2 separate regions of the Capsicum annuum genome follow, and region 2 is linked to region 1. A link is a contact called in public Hi-C data. All regions are on one chromosome and are shown on one strand. The core of a region is the stretch at or near the end of the contact, and the rest is flanking DNA. Distances in the headings are between cores, read along the strand shown.

The links. A called contact is a pair of places that touch in the nucleus more often than the background predicts.
Region 2: a Hi-C map of leaf shows a contact between it and region 1, with 2.6 times the contacts expected there. The contact joins the promoter of LOC107839205 here to the promoter of LOC107839199 in region 1. A contact is called at or near these places in 2 of 5 Hi-C or Micro-C datasets (leaf and placenta).

Annotation. Positions count from the first base shown.
Region 1 is chr8:145,381,026-145,387,789 of UCD10Xv1.1, forward strand. LOC107839199 (origin of replication complex subunit 5) reads right to left here and starts at 4,192. Exons shown (of 5, transcript XM_016682593.2): 1 at 3,969-4,192; 2 at 3,049-3,889; 3 at 2,541-2,957; 4 at 1,609-1,924; 5 at 1,112-1,506. The coding sequence starts at 3,884. The coding sequence ends at 1,453. LOC107839200 (ATG8-interacting protein 1) reads right to left here. Exons shown (of 4, transcript XM_016682594.2): 3 at 6,136-6,260; 4 at 5,696-6,054. The coding sequence ends at 6,156.
Region 2 is chr8:145,604,432-145,611,747 of UCD10Xv1.1, forward strand. It overlaps LOC107839205 (ubiquitin-conjugating enzyme E2-23 kDa), which reads right to left and starts at 1,648. Exons shown (of 6, transcript XM_016682600.2): 1 at 1,435-1,648; 2 at 1,202-1,281; 3 at 294-408; 4 at 149-201; 5 at 1-45. The coding sequence starts at 1,478. It overlaps LOC107839206 (AT-rich interactive domain-containing protein 2), which reads right to left. Exons shown (of 3, transcript XM_047394471.1): 3 at 7,241-7,316.

The DNA.
Region 1 (6,764 bases), core at 2,942-5,441:
ATTCTTGGGTATCGTACGATTACGTGTAGTTTTTTTCCTAATTTTTAATGTATGTAGAGAACCCGAAAATACCATTTGTACAGGTTAATGACCCAATGAAAACATGACCCGCCAACCCCTTTAAATTTGTACAGGTTAATGACCCACTCATATTTAATTCTAACTCATCTTCACTTAGGATCTGGGGTAAATATGTAGTCAAATAACCATGTAAAATCTTAAAAATATTGCTACTACCTTTTCTGTTTGATATGTTTATTAGTCATAATAAAGAAAGAAAAAGTTGTATTCAATAAATTAAACAAATTATAAGAAAACAAAAGAAATTAGAACTTGGTAAGAGCTGAGGGAATTAAGCTATCACTCATTGATTAATCCATCTTGGCTTGGTTCATCTCAAGTCCAAGCCACCTATAGGCAGGTTAATGAACCTCATGGACAATGAGACATCCATCTTTAAAATGTATCCCTCTTATTTAGGTCTCAAATGCAGGTATTTAACAAAATTCAACTTATTAGACAAACTACCTATGGATTTTGATTTAAAGAATTACAAAGGGATTAAAAAAAAAGGGTCCTTGATCTGAGTCATTTGAGTTTTCTTGTCACTCAAAAGACCTATATATTGCATTCGTTCAAGATTAGGAGGCAGTTACATTTTGCAGCATGATCGCATTCTAGTTCTATTGTGTTTTTCTCGTAAACTTACAGCTTCTTAAGAGACCACAAATTGTCCTCGACATCAAAAGAGGGAGCATATGTAAAAGAAAATATTGAATAATATCGAGTCCCATGGAACCGTCCCCTTTCCTGAGGACCCCTTTTTAAGTCCATAGAGAAGAAGCATAAGAGATATCTTATATTCCAAGATCAAAAGAGCATTATATAAGAGATTTCACATTGAACATAGAGAGTAACCTCCTTGCACCTGACTTGATACCAACAGAGTAGTGTAGTGAGTTGCGTACACCTCAACTATTCCTCTATAGAAATATTCAAATAGAATAAAAGTACCTTTCAGCAAAATATATATATATGCTTCATGAATCTATAGCACCAATTAAAGCAGATGTGACTGACCATGTTTAGGAATCGAATTTGAATCACTTAATGGCTGCAAAGTAATGGACTAGCTTAGACTCTCAAAACAGGAAAAATCATAAAAAGCAATTAATCACTTGGGTATAGTCGTATGATCCATGTTAGTCAATATTTCGCTAGATGACACTATTTTTATTGTTCTTCGTGGAGTACACTGAAACCAACTTACACTTAAGTCTCTTGCCGTCGAGTATACAACAATGAGTGATACATATAACAAGAATCTTAACCGTGCATTCACCATGCCAACGGGTTGTTTAGGTGATGTCACATTGTTGACTTGCATCATGTTCACATATAGCTCTTGATTGACATGCAAAATCATTTTAACATGAACGGACATCTTCTATATCATCCTCCTCTATATAAATACTTTGACAGAGGAAATTTTAGGCTCCTTGCAACCTGCAGAGTGAGAGAGACAAAGTGAGCCATGATGAAAAGTGACAACAGATTTGGCCATTTTTTTACATTAAACAATTATGGAAACAGATTCTGAAAGGTTACCTTAAGAGCCATAGCTTCGGATACCATAGATCGGTACCGATTAGCGCCTTCCAAGGGGCAACTTCCACCTTTACTGATAAAATTAGCATTACACAGACTTGATAATTCCAAAAGAACATGAGACAATAGTCCATTAGTCCAACTCTCTCCTTCCAATCCACCATCTCCTTGTGCTTCATCATCAGGTAAGCATTCTGACACAGATACAATACACTGAAATATGGCTAATAATCTTTCCAGGGGAAACGTTCCTGGTCCCTTCAAGAGCAAGTCTTGTTCTGCAGTTTCCTTTTTCTCTTTTGACTTCTCCGAGCTCCTAAAAACAGAGATCATATCTTTAGGCATGTCGGATAATGAAGTAAGATAATCGAAGACAACTAAAATATGATTTGCATCAGATAAATGTGAAGCACTTAAAAACAGGATTTAACACATCAAGTACCAGGCAGATAAAATAACAGTACCATCCAAATCCTTAAGAGACATTAGTGATGTATATGAAGTAGCAACGCTTCAAATGCCAATAAGGATCCACTAACAAACCTAATCAGCAGACAACATAGCCCCTTCTTCAAAACTTAAATTTCCTTAAGAACTCTCATAATGAGCAAATAGGACTTTAAAGCTTCATAAAATTAGGAAAACGTTTCTACTAATTGCTTCGATGATAAGGAAGTAATTTCTCATTTTGACATCTTGTGATTAAGTGATTCAGTCCAATTTATCACCCCTGATTATTTCAGTATAACTATGTCAAGTATGCCAATTTGTCACGCAACAAAGACTTGCTATATTTGTTCTGTACTTAAATTTAAGAAAATGAAGCTATGACCAAAGCAATCATGTCAATGCAAAGAAAGCCATCAATACAAGCAAAAGAGGAAACTAAAATTAACAGCATTGTAAGAAAAACAGAATTCAGAACTACTTACTTCCTCTTCCGTTTTCCATTACTGAAACCTCCAGTTGAATCAAACAAGGATGCATCAAGTGTAGCTGGGTTTTTTGAAGCAAGGAAAGCACAAATAAGAAGGTACTTGGCACAAGCAGACATATGAAAGTCTATCTCATCAGAAGATTCACTAACTCCCATTTTCTTGGCAATGCCTTTCCATTTGTTCGTCTTAGCTGAGGCTTCAGAAGACAGCCTGTTTTCAACTCTGAATGTGTCATTCAGCGATGGTCCAATATGTGGCTGAAGATGAGAAAATAGTTCTCTTTTCACATCTCCACTTGGAACAATGCCTAAATCATCCAGAGGTTCATAATATATCTGATATAATGGTGAGAATGCAGTCGATAATTCATCAACTCGTCTAGTAACTCGACAAAATGGCCTCAGCACCACTCTGTATCAAAGAAGTCAGAATACATGTTACCACTTGAATTTCTAATAACGCCACCAAAGTGATGAAAATCAAATTGAAAACTCAAACTTACTCGAGAAATGAGGAATATAGCTTTGGGTTTTCCTGGTTTTTCATCAAGATTTGACGAAGTTCATCCTCAGTGTAATCAGGAAAGTAAACAGGCACAGGCTCTACATAACCAGTGTCCAAGTAATACGTATCAGGTGACGCATTGCTGAGAAAAATCAAACCCACTTCCGGCATTTTCAGAATATCATACAGTTTAAACATAAAACTCAATATGTTGGAACCCTTATCCCATTCACGAACAAGCTCCAAATTATCAAATACCAAGTAAACCATTTCCCCCCTAGCCCTCCCCATCGATTTCTTCGAGCTAGATTTCACCACATTCCCCTTCAAACTATCAACCACATTACGAAGTGCCTCCTGCAAAAGATTAACAAAATCGGAGGGCTTCTCACAACGTTTCACACTCAAATACCGATTGCTTTCATTCCTTCTATGAAGCAACAACTGATTCAACACAGACTCAAACAGTATCCTCGGACTATAACACGTTACACAACTACAATAAACAAACGGACGTTTAAGGTGCTTGAATATCTGAAGAATGGAACTTGTTTTCCCAGTGGAAGCACCTCCGTATACGAAAACAGGAAACATTGGAGAATCCAATGGACCCAAAATGCGTAACAATTCAATTATTTGAGCACGTCTACCTGGTAAACTAGAAATCAAATCATCAAAACTAATCGATTCGTCTCCGTAAGCGAGATCGTCTATTGTCAAAGGTTGTTGATTACATAAATTCAACTTCCCTGTAGAATTAGATGGATTTGGTGTGCTAGATAATGATGCTCTAGTTGTTCTTCTCGGAGTTTGTGCATTTCCTTCATCACCCATTTTTTCTACAAAATTCAAAATATCAGTATAAGCATTCAATTACAGAGTTAGTATTAGTCGAGCTGCACGAAAGCTGATGCTTACACTGCAGTTATTAAAAGGAAAAAAATAGTGAAAAGAGAAAGAGAGAGATGAGGACGGATCTTGTGGTGTTTGGCGGTGGTCGGAGGAACGGACTCTACCGGAGTTTTGTGGTGGACGGTGAAGAAAAAAATGGAGTCGAAAGGGTGTTTAATCAACCCTAGGTTTATGACAGCTAATTTTCCCGCCAATATGAAAGGTGCGACTCAAATAGAGCCGAAGAACCGAATGGATAGTTAAATGTATTTTATTACAATTTTGAAAATAAATGGTCAGTATTTGATTAATTTTCCACATCACAGTTATTGATCAAATTAATATCATCTAATAGCTATTGGCTATTTTAGCTATTTTCTGTCTATATAATTTTTATATTAAATTGATATAATGCTTATATCATATTAATATATACTATTTTTTTTTAAAAAGAGATAAAATCTATGCATGCTTACTCGTTTTCTATACCAGATTGATATGACATTTATAACACATTAATACAAAAGAAAGAGAACCTACACATGCATATACAGTTCTTATACCAAATTGATACAACATTTATACTACTTTGATGCATTTTTATTGTTAAAAAATATAGTAGTAAAATCAAAGATAGAAAAGCTGAATTCCTTTTTCATAAGAAAATGGACAATCTTTAAAAAAAAAAATGGAACCAAAAAAAGACTTATTTGAAAAAAAAAAAAAAGAAATGGAGAAGGAGACGAAGCCTACTGCGAAATGGCTAAAAGTAAGTTTTAATTTAGTGGTTAATTGCAGGTAATTAGTTTTGGATGACTACTATGATGGAATTATTTTAGGGTGAAGTGTTATTTTTAACCTTTTCCTTAAATTATATTTAATCCCTTTATGTTTTTATTTCATTTTTTCGGCTCATATTTGACTTAACACGTCGCTTAAAACAAATAGTAATTGCTTGTTTAGCTAGACTTCTAAATCAACTTATTTTAGAAAATGCCCATTTAGAAATGCTTTTCAAAAAAACATTTTTGATGAGAAGCAGTTTTTTTTTTATCAATAAATTTTAAATAAACTTTTGAGCGACAATTAGTGATTGATTAAACTTTTCAAATATTTTTAAGTGTATTTTTCTAAGAGTGCTTTTCAAAAAAAGTTGATTTTATGAAAAAACTATTTCTTTTAACTTATGAAAAACTATTTTTTCTACTCCCCAGAAATACTTATTATTTTTAAAAATTTGATCAAACAACTTATTTTTTTAAAAAACAAGCACCTTTGAGAGGAAAATAAGATTGTGCATGCTATAATATTTGTTACTCCAACTCGTATTAGTAGTTGTGTTGTTTGCTTTACACAACCCTTAAAAAATATTAATTAGGAGGGATTTATTACTACTTTAATCTTATTTATATCTAAGTTATAAAATCTCTCCATTAAGTATATTTTTGTCAATCTCTGTACTATTTGCATTATGAATGCTTTATCCTCTAATAATTTGAATGGAAAAAAAGAAACTTTTTAGATCTCTTCCGTTTAAAAATGAAAGGTAAGAATAAAAATCTTTTATAAAAATAATATAAATCTGGAACGATTTGTTCAGGGTTAGAAAACCGCTTCTCCTACTGAAAGTTTACTGCAATGGATTGTGAGTCCTAGTAATAGTGTAAAACTGAAAAAAAAATTAGTTTTTTTTTTTTTTTTCTTCTGTTAACAAACTTAAAAGAATTACTCGTATTCAATAACACAAGCCAAAATTTCAGTGAAAAATGTATCGGTAAAATTCAGCAATCCATCTGACACAAGATATGTACAAGACAACGAGCAATTCTAGACCTGCTCAAAATTAGGTTTTGAAAATTATACAGTGCATTTTTCTGAAATCCCAAAAGAGAAAAAAAAACAGACAGCAGATAAACCTTTTGAGAACAACTGCATAAGATAATAAAGTTTCAGGCGCTATTTTTCAGAACGTAGCTAGATTCTAGTGCAAAGCATGAGAATCAACATCAAACGGGGCAGCTGCAACCACCCAAATTTAAACCGACAATCAAAGACTCCCTGGTGCGTGCTTATACAACCCCATCACAGGAACACAAGATATTCGCATTAGACCCTGTCAAAAGTTAGTAAATAAGGCACATTGAAAAGCATAGCTAGCTAGCTTATCAAGAAAACAAGACTTTGGCTCACTCACTCATTTTCGTCATCATCATCTTAAAGTTGAGCTGCGGTACTCCCCCGGATGAAGGTACCACGGAGATCACCCCCAACAATCACATCTTTCAATCGAGATAAAGGACCAAACAACCAGCTAATCCTCTGTCAACATTGACATACAGATCAGTGAACCAATAATGCAACAGTAAAATATAGGAGTCAGGGTGACATTTCTGAGAACCAAGATGATGGAACTGACGACAAGAAACATAAGCAGAACTAACAATGTATATGTGGATGATTTCCAGGGTTTAACGTTCTTCAATACCACAAAAAAGTGAAAGATTTGTAATACAGGAAATCCTGAGTTTTGATCACTTTAACTGTTTGTGTTGATTGCAGTCTCTTGTACCATCTAATTATAAAAGCTATTGACTAGACCAACAGGAAGAAAAACAAGTACAAGCTTTTATCTCCCCAGAACCAACAATCGAGATCTTGAAGAAAATTTACAACCTACAGCAAGTGTTTACTCCTTTGCACTTCAATACGAAATCAAATGCCCTACAGATTCCAGAAAACCATCTATTAACCACGCATTCTTAGCTGCAATCCAACCAAAACAAGCTACATTAACAAAACAAGCTACATTAACAGAGGTGCTTG
Region 2 (7,316 bases), core at 398-2,897, 220 kb after region 1:
ACAAGAGAAGTTGTGGAAGAAACACTTCAAACACATTTACCAGATCTGCAAGGTTGTTAGTACACAGACAAGTTATTCATAATGATGCTATAGAAAAGTATATAACAACAACAACAACCAGAGGCTAGGTACTGCAATTTCTGATTACCAAACATGGGACTCCAAGTCTGATTGATAACATCTAAACAAACTGAGCCAGACCTGAAAAATGATAATTCAAGAAATTTTAGACCTTCAGTAAAGAAAATGCGAATGATGAAATATCCTAGAATTATAGCGGTATCAGCTCTTACATCTCGTCAACATTTGGGTGGTAGATTTTATTAATAAAACCAATGGATGGAGATTTATATGGATAAGCATCAGGAAGTTCCACCCTTATTTTCCACACACCGCCATGATATGGGCCTGCGGGAATCACATAAGTATGAGCAGAAGCTGAAGAAAACTGCACACCTCAAAGAAAACAATTTCTTTCAAAAAGAACATCAAATCGAACTCCACTTAAAGCAAGATATAACTTCAAGATTCATCGGTGAAGAGATAATCAACAGATGCAAGCAAAACTACCAACTAGAGAGCCAAAAGATGACTCCTTTATCTATTCTATTGTAAGAACCCAAGAAATTCCAGAATTACCCAAGAAGCCTAAAAAGTGAATTTTAGTAGCTACTAACAAATTGTAACAATAAATTCCTAACTCACTTTCACAAATAGAGGGCAAACAGAAGGGAAAAAAAAGGGGGGGAGGCAGCCTAGTGCACTAAGCTCCTGCTATGCACAGAGGGTTCAAGGAAGGGCCGAACTGCAAGGATCTATCATGCACGGTCATACCCTGCATTTCTACGAGAGACTGTTTCATTTCCTGCATTTCTGCAAGAGATTGTATCCACACCTCTTAATCACATGGCAGAAACTTTACAAATAGAGGGCAAACAGAAGCAAAAGATTAAAAATATCCAAGTTAGTTTCCACTTTTTCCCTCTTACCCCCTTGATGAACTTTGATCATAAACCATAACCCCACCGAAAGAAAACATCATCAGAGGATAAAGCAACCATAAATAACTCAAATGAATTCAATCAAGAATCAGAAGCAACAAATACCCTCTTAAGGAAAAAGCTCAGAAAGCTAAAACATAAAGACAAAAAAAAAAAGAAAAAAAAAGGAAGATGATTAAGAGAAGGATGAAGAAGATTACTTTCAGTAGGTCCATGGAAATGCACATAAAACTCTTGCATGCCATCATTAATCATCTCCACCTTGTAATCACTCATCATTCTAATTCAGACAAGCAAAAAAACAAATAGAAAATTAAAAGAAAACCAAAAAAAAAAAAAAAGAAATCAAACAAATAGAAACTCAAAACTTAACAACAACAACAACAACAACAAAAGATTGAATATTTTAAACAAGAAATGAATAAAGATTCACAGTTTCATGAGGTCCATTTCCCGGCGCTTGCTTGGAGAAGACATGGTTGCTTGCTTGCTTTTCTTCTGGAGAGGGATAGAACTTAGAAGAGAGAGGAAGCAAAGAAGAGTTCTTTGGACAACTACTACTTAAAAGGTTCAGACACAGAGAGAATTAGCAAGTAGAGATAATAATTATAATGTGATTTGTTCTTACAATAATACTCCCTCCCTCAGTCTTAAATTGTTGTCCCAAATTTTTTAATTAAATTTTATTATTTTTTTTCATTAATCAAAGAAAAGATAATTTTTTTTTTATATTTTACTCTTTGCATTAATTATTTTTTCTTCAAATTAAAATATAAATATCATTTAATAAAAATATTATGATAAACTAGTTATATTATTAATAATTTTTCATAATCAATGTATCAACGAGTAATTTGAGACGGAGAAAGTACTTTTTACTGATTTATGTGACCCTATTTGGTACTTGTCTCGATTTATATGATGCTATTTAATAGGATACTTAGGGTAAAATGTAAGAAAAGATTTTATTAATTTATTGAATTGTCTTTATTAAGGTCAACGTAATAATTATTTGTTTTTAAATAAGTTGTGTTATAGATAATCATGAATATATTAAGGATATTCTTTAAATATAAATAATTTGTATAATAGAATGTTATTTAATCGAATATCTAGAGAAAGAAATGAGAAGAGGTTTTATTATCAAACTGTCCTTATTAAGGTCAACGTAATAACTCTTTCGTTTCTAAATAAGTAATGTTATAGATAATTATGAATATGTTAAGGATATTTTTTAATATAAATAATTTTATAGAATGAAACGATATTTAATCGGATATCAAAAGTAAAAAATGAGAAGAAATTAAGGTCAATATAATAGTTCTTTCGTTTCTAAATAAGTAATGTTATAGATAATTATGAATACATTAAGGATACTCTTTAAATATAAATAATTTTACTTATATAATAAAAAAACTTTTAAAAAGTTACATCATCTTCAAAATATTTATTAGGGATAAACTCATGAAAATACCTGAACTTTAACCGAATTTTCAATTGAGCATACTGAACTTTGCGGGAGTCCTATTACCCCTTAGACTTTTTAAAATGGATTTAATCCCTCCCCCTCCAAAACTCTATAACCAGATTTGACGCTGGCGTGTGTAATACACGCGCCACCTCATATTTACATGTGTCTAAGTGGACAGATTGATAAAATTAAAATACGAAAAAAAAAAGTCTAGGGGTAATAGGACCCCCGCAAAATTTCAGTATGCTCAACTAAAAATCCGATCAAAATTCAGATATTTTCATGGGTATTATCCCTATTTATTATGAGTAAGTTTATAAAATTACTCTTTATTTTTTTCGGAGTAAGTAATTTCTTAATTAACATATTAAAGTTTAAAATATCATTTATTTAAAAATAGAGAGCGTATTTACTTTACTTTAATTTTTTTTTGTAATAAAATATTAAATGAGACTCAATAAAATTAACATGAAAAAATGATACTCCCTCCGTCTCATTTATGTGTCGTCATTTAACCGAGCACGGAGTTTAAGAAAAAAGGAAAGACTTGATAAAGTTTACTAAATTATCCTTTATCAAAAAATGTGTCAATATCTTTTTTTTAATTAAGTGGGATCAATTAGGTTAAAAGGATAACTGTATTTTTAAAAAGTTGCTTAATAAGGAAAGGTGACACTTATTTTGAGACGAACTAAAAAGAAAATAATGATACGTAATTTGGGACGGAGGGGTACTATTTTAATAATTGTAAAATAAAATAAGCAAAAGCTACATTTTTTTAAGATGGATAAAAAAATTGACATCACATAAATTGATAAGAAACTAATTTCATTACTTACATTTTTTTAATGATAATTAAGATTTCTGCAACTTTCAAGATTCTTTATCCATCTGCTTTTGTCACCTACCATCTCCCAATCCTATCCACATTTGCCTCCCATATATTATTTTAATTCTCATAATCTTTTTTCTACTCTTACAAGAATCTTGATAACTAAATCCCCAACAAGACTTTATTCCATTATTAAAGTGTTTTAGAAAATTTAGGAGATGGATTTTTTGGAAAAAAGCAAAATGAAATTAGACAATCACTATCTTATTGACCATCAAATTAGAAGTGAACAAATTATAATGTCATTTATATTAGCTCTACAATATAACTTCTAAATTTGGTGCAAAAGTTATGGTCCGTGGTATTATTGTTAAAAGGCATATTTTATTTTAAAAGTATATAAAAAAAAAAGTTTGAAACATTGTTCAGTTCTGAAAATTATAAAATAACATTGAGCCGTTACAACTTATAAGAGATCCGAATCATATTATACTAGAGATGTAAATAAATTTAGTTTCTATTTTTTTTAAAAGTAAACCTATTTGTAACGAGTTATAATGATACGATAAATCTAAATGGGAATAAACAAAGTTAATAGTTTTATAGAATAAGTCAATGAATACATAATTGATATCTTTGAAACGAAAGGAACTTAATAAGTACTGAAAAGCTAACTCTTCTCATAATTGAGAGGTAAGAAAATAATTCAAAACTGTCTAGTAAAAAACACTACTCCATATGTTTTAACTTATATGATGCAATTTGATAGAATTCAAATAAAGAATTACTTTTGAGGAAAAAAAAAGATATATCATAATATTTCAATAGTTATAAAATGAAAAGTTCAACTTAAATTGTTTAAAAATATTTTAAAATGTTACTATTTTCGCAAGTAGATTAATAAAATGAAATAGTGTCATTGGTTTTGAAACGAGTGAGTTGTATCTCTGTGTAAGAGTCCATGGTACTTGACCTATAAAAGCAAATAAAACAAAAATTTGTTTTTGCTCAATGAATCAAAAGGGTAAACCTTCACTACTTGTATTATTTTTTATTTTGTGAAATGTCGACATGTAGGGATTCCTTTCATAAATTAGGAAAAGGTATGTGGCAACCATTACGTTGAGTGGACTAAATTTTATTTAAGAATTATATAAGCTATAGTTTATTTTTTTTTTTTGTTTAACGGAGTAGGAGAACTTTCATTTGTCACCTATTTAAAGTGAACCAAAGTTTCCCTTTCTCTGTTCCTATCTATCAATTGATTGTGGCCAAAACAAAAAAAAAAACTTAGGGGATAACTCTTTGTGATGGTGAATAAATATTCAATTTCACTAACGATCCTCCTCCTGTATTTCTTAAGGCCCGAAGGCACAACAAAACAAAAAAAAAAGAATAAAAAAATGACGGAGCTAATCTGATTGTTTGTGTATGTGAGGTTTTTTTGCTCTAGTATATTGGTCTAATGTTACACTAAAAATCTGAGGATTGTGAGTTTCATTACAATTGATATTCTTTTGAAGAAATTATCCTTTATTGTAAAGAAAATGATTAAAAAGATTAAAACCAAAGTGGAAAAAGTGTGTACACCTCACTATTCATGGGTCATATTTACTCAAAATAATTGAGAGCAGTACGAACCCTATTTTAATTTCGAGGCAGATTCAATTGATTTAATGAATTTTGAATTTTAGAAAAAATCATTGACTGAATTTCATATAAATTAAGTAAATTTTCTTTAAAAATAGTATATAACTTATTGGATTATGTCGATTACGTAACTCAAACTCTATCTTCGCCCCTAATATATTTTGATTGACTGACGAGGCTGTCATGCATTATATTGGGGCAGGGTAGTTAAAATGGAGGCTCGCTTCGGGAGTTTTATGTGATAAGAAGGTTCCCCCGAAGCTTAAAGGTAAGTTCTACAAAGTAGCAGTCCGACCGACTATGTTGTATGGAGTAGAGTGTTGACCAGTTAAGAACTCCCACATCCAAAAGTTACAGGTGGCGGAGATGTGCATGTTGCGATGGATGTGTGACCATGTCAGGAAAGATAGAGTGAGGAATGAGATTATTTGGGAGCAGGCGGGAATAGCTTTGGTGGAGGACAAGATGCGAGAAATGGGGTTATGTTGATTCGGGCAGGTGATAAGGAAGGATTTTGATGCTCCAGTGCGGAGGTGTGCGACACTGGCTATGAATGATTTTAGGCAGGGGAGAGGTAGACCGAAAAATATTTGAGGGAGGTGATTAGGCATGATATGAAGCAGTTACAGCTTACAGAGGACAAGACCTTTGATAGGAAAGTGTGGAGGATGCGGATTAGGGGGTGAGAGTGCGTCGGTAACAGTAGAAGGGCGTTCTTTATTTGTTTCTGAAGTTTCTTGTTCGTGGGTTGTCTATGGTTTCGGATATATAGTTTTTAGTAGTATCTTGTGGCTGTATTATTATTTCGTGAGTAGCGTTGTTAGATTATTTTGCTTATACAAGTTTATATGCATTTATATTTTGTGTTTGCTATACTGTTATTGGTTCTAAGCCGGGGGTCTATCGGGAACAGCCTCTCTACTTCACCTGAGGTAGTGGTATGATCTACGTACACTCTACCTACTTCACCTGAGGTAGTGGTATAAACTACGTACACTCTACCCTCCCCAGACCCCATTAGGTGGAAATACACTGGGTATGTTGTTGTTGTTGTTGTTATGCAGAGCCAAAACTTGATATTTCTATTGTCAAACAGATAACAACATGCCAATGTAATCCCACAAGGTGGTCTATGGCCAAACAGATATTTAGCAAAAAATATCAAAAAAAATGTGCTTCCAAAACCTATGGCCAGATGGGTCCATAGATAATTGAAAACAGATCAACTTGAAATGGGAGAAACAAAATAACAGGAAAGCAATTTATCTTAAATACACAACTATACACTCTAAGTAATGTCTATGTCACTTGTAACCAAAAAGGGCTAGAGATCGTGTCAACTTTGCACATAGCTGCAACCATTAATTGTGTTTGGCACAAATCTACACCTATTTTGCAAGTGGCTAAAATCTATACAGCATGTTTGCTACATAAAGGATAACAAATCAGGGGTAAAGAAGGTCCTTAGTTCTTCCTAGAGTTAGTCACAGCACAAAAAGGAGGACAATTTGGATAAGTAGTTGTATGTTCATCTATTTGCATGGCCAAGCAAAGGTCCAATTCAAGGATGTTCTAAGTAGACAGAAGACAAGAGACTTCAACAACAACAAATGCAATGTATTCCCACAAAGTGGGGTCTGGCGAGGGTAAAATGTACGCAGTTCATATCGCTACCTCCAAAGAAGTAGAGAGGTTGTTTCCGATAGACCCCCGGCACGAGATAAAGAATAGTAAACAAAGTTGTGACGAAGCATGAAGCAGGATGGAAGGCTTGACAGGAATAAAGAACAATACGAAATAAGAGAGCTAATAGCCATATGCAATAAGAAATAAGAAATATGAAATAGGACACCCGCCTAGTAGTAACCTACACTCACAGACCAAAAACACCCACCACACTCAAACTCTCCTGACTAGCGGCTCCTATCTATGGACACAGTCCTAGGATTACTAACCCGGCTAAACGGGAGCTCTCCTAACTACTTGCTACAACCTACGCACTCCCCCTAGCCTTCTACCCTTATCCGCAACCTTTACACCTTCCTACCTAAGGGGTCTTGTCCTCAGTAAGCTAAAACTACTCCATGTCATGTCTAATCACTTCCCTACAGTATTTCTTCGGCCTACCCTACTCCTGAAGCCATCCAAAGCTAGCCTCTCACACCTACGAACTGGGGCATCCGTGCCCCTCCTCAACAGAAGACGAGACTTAAAAATATAAAACAGAGTAGCTTTGCTGGCATGATCCAACAAAATCATCTATACTAGCTAGCAACAAAAAATGTACACAAAAAAACAAAAACCTGTAAGTCTGAATCATCAATTCACCAGTTAACCTGAATTAAAAGGACCATTCAGAGGT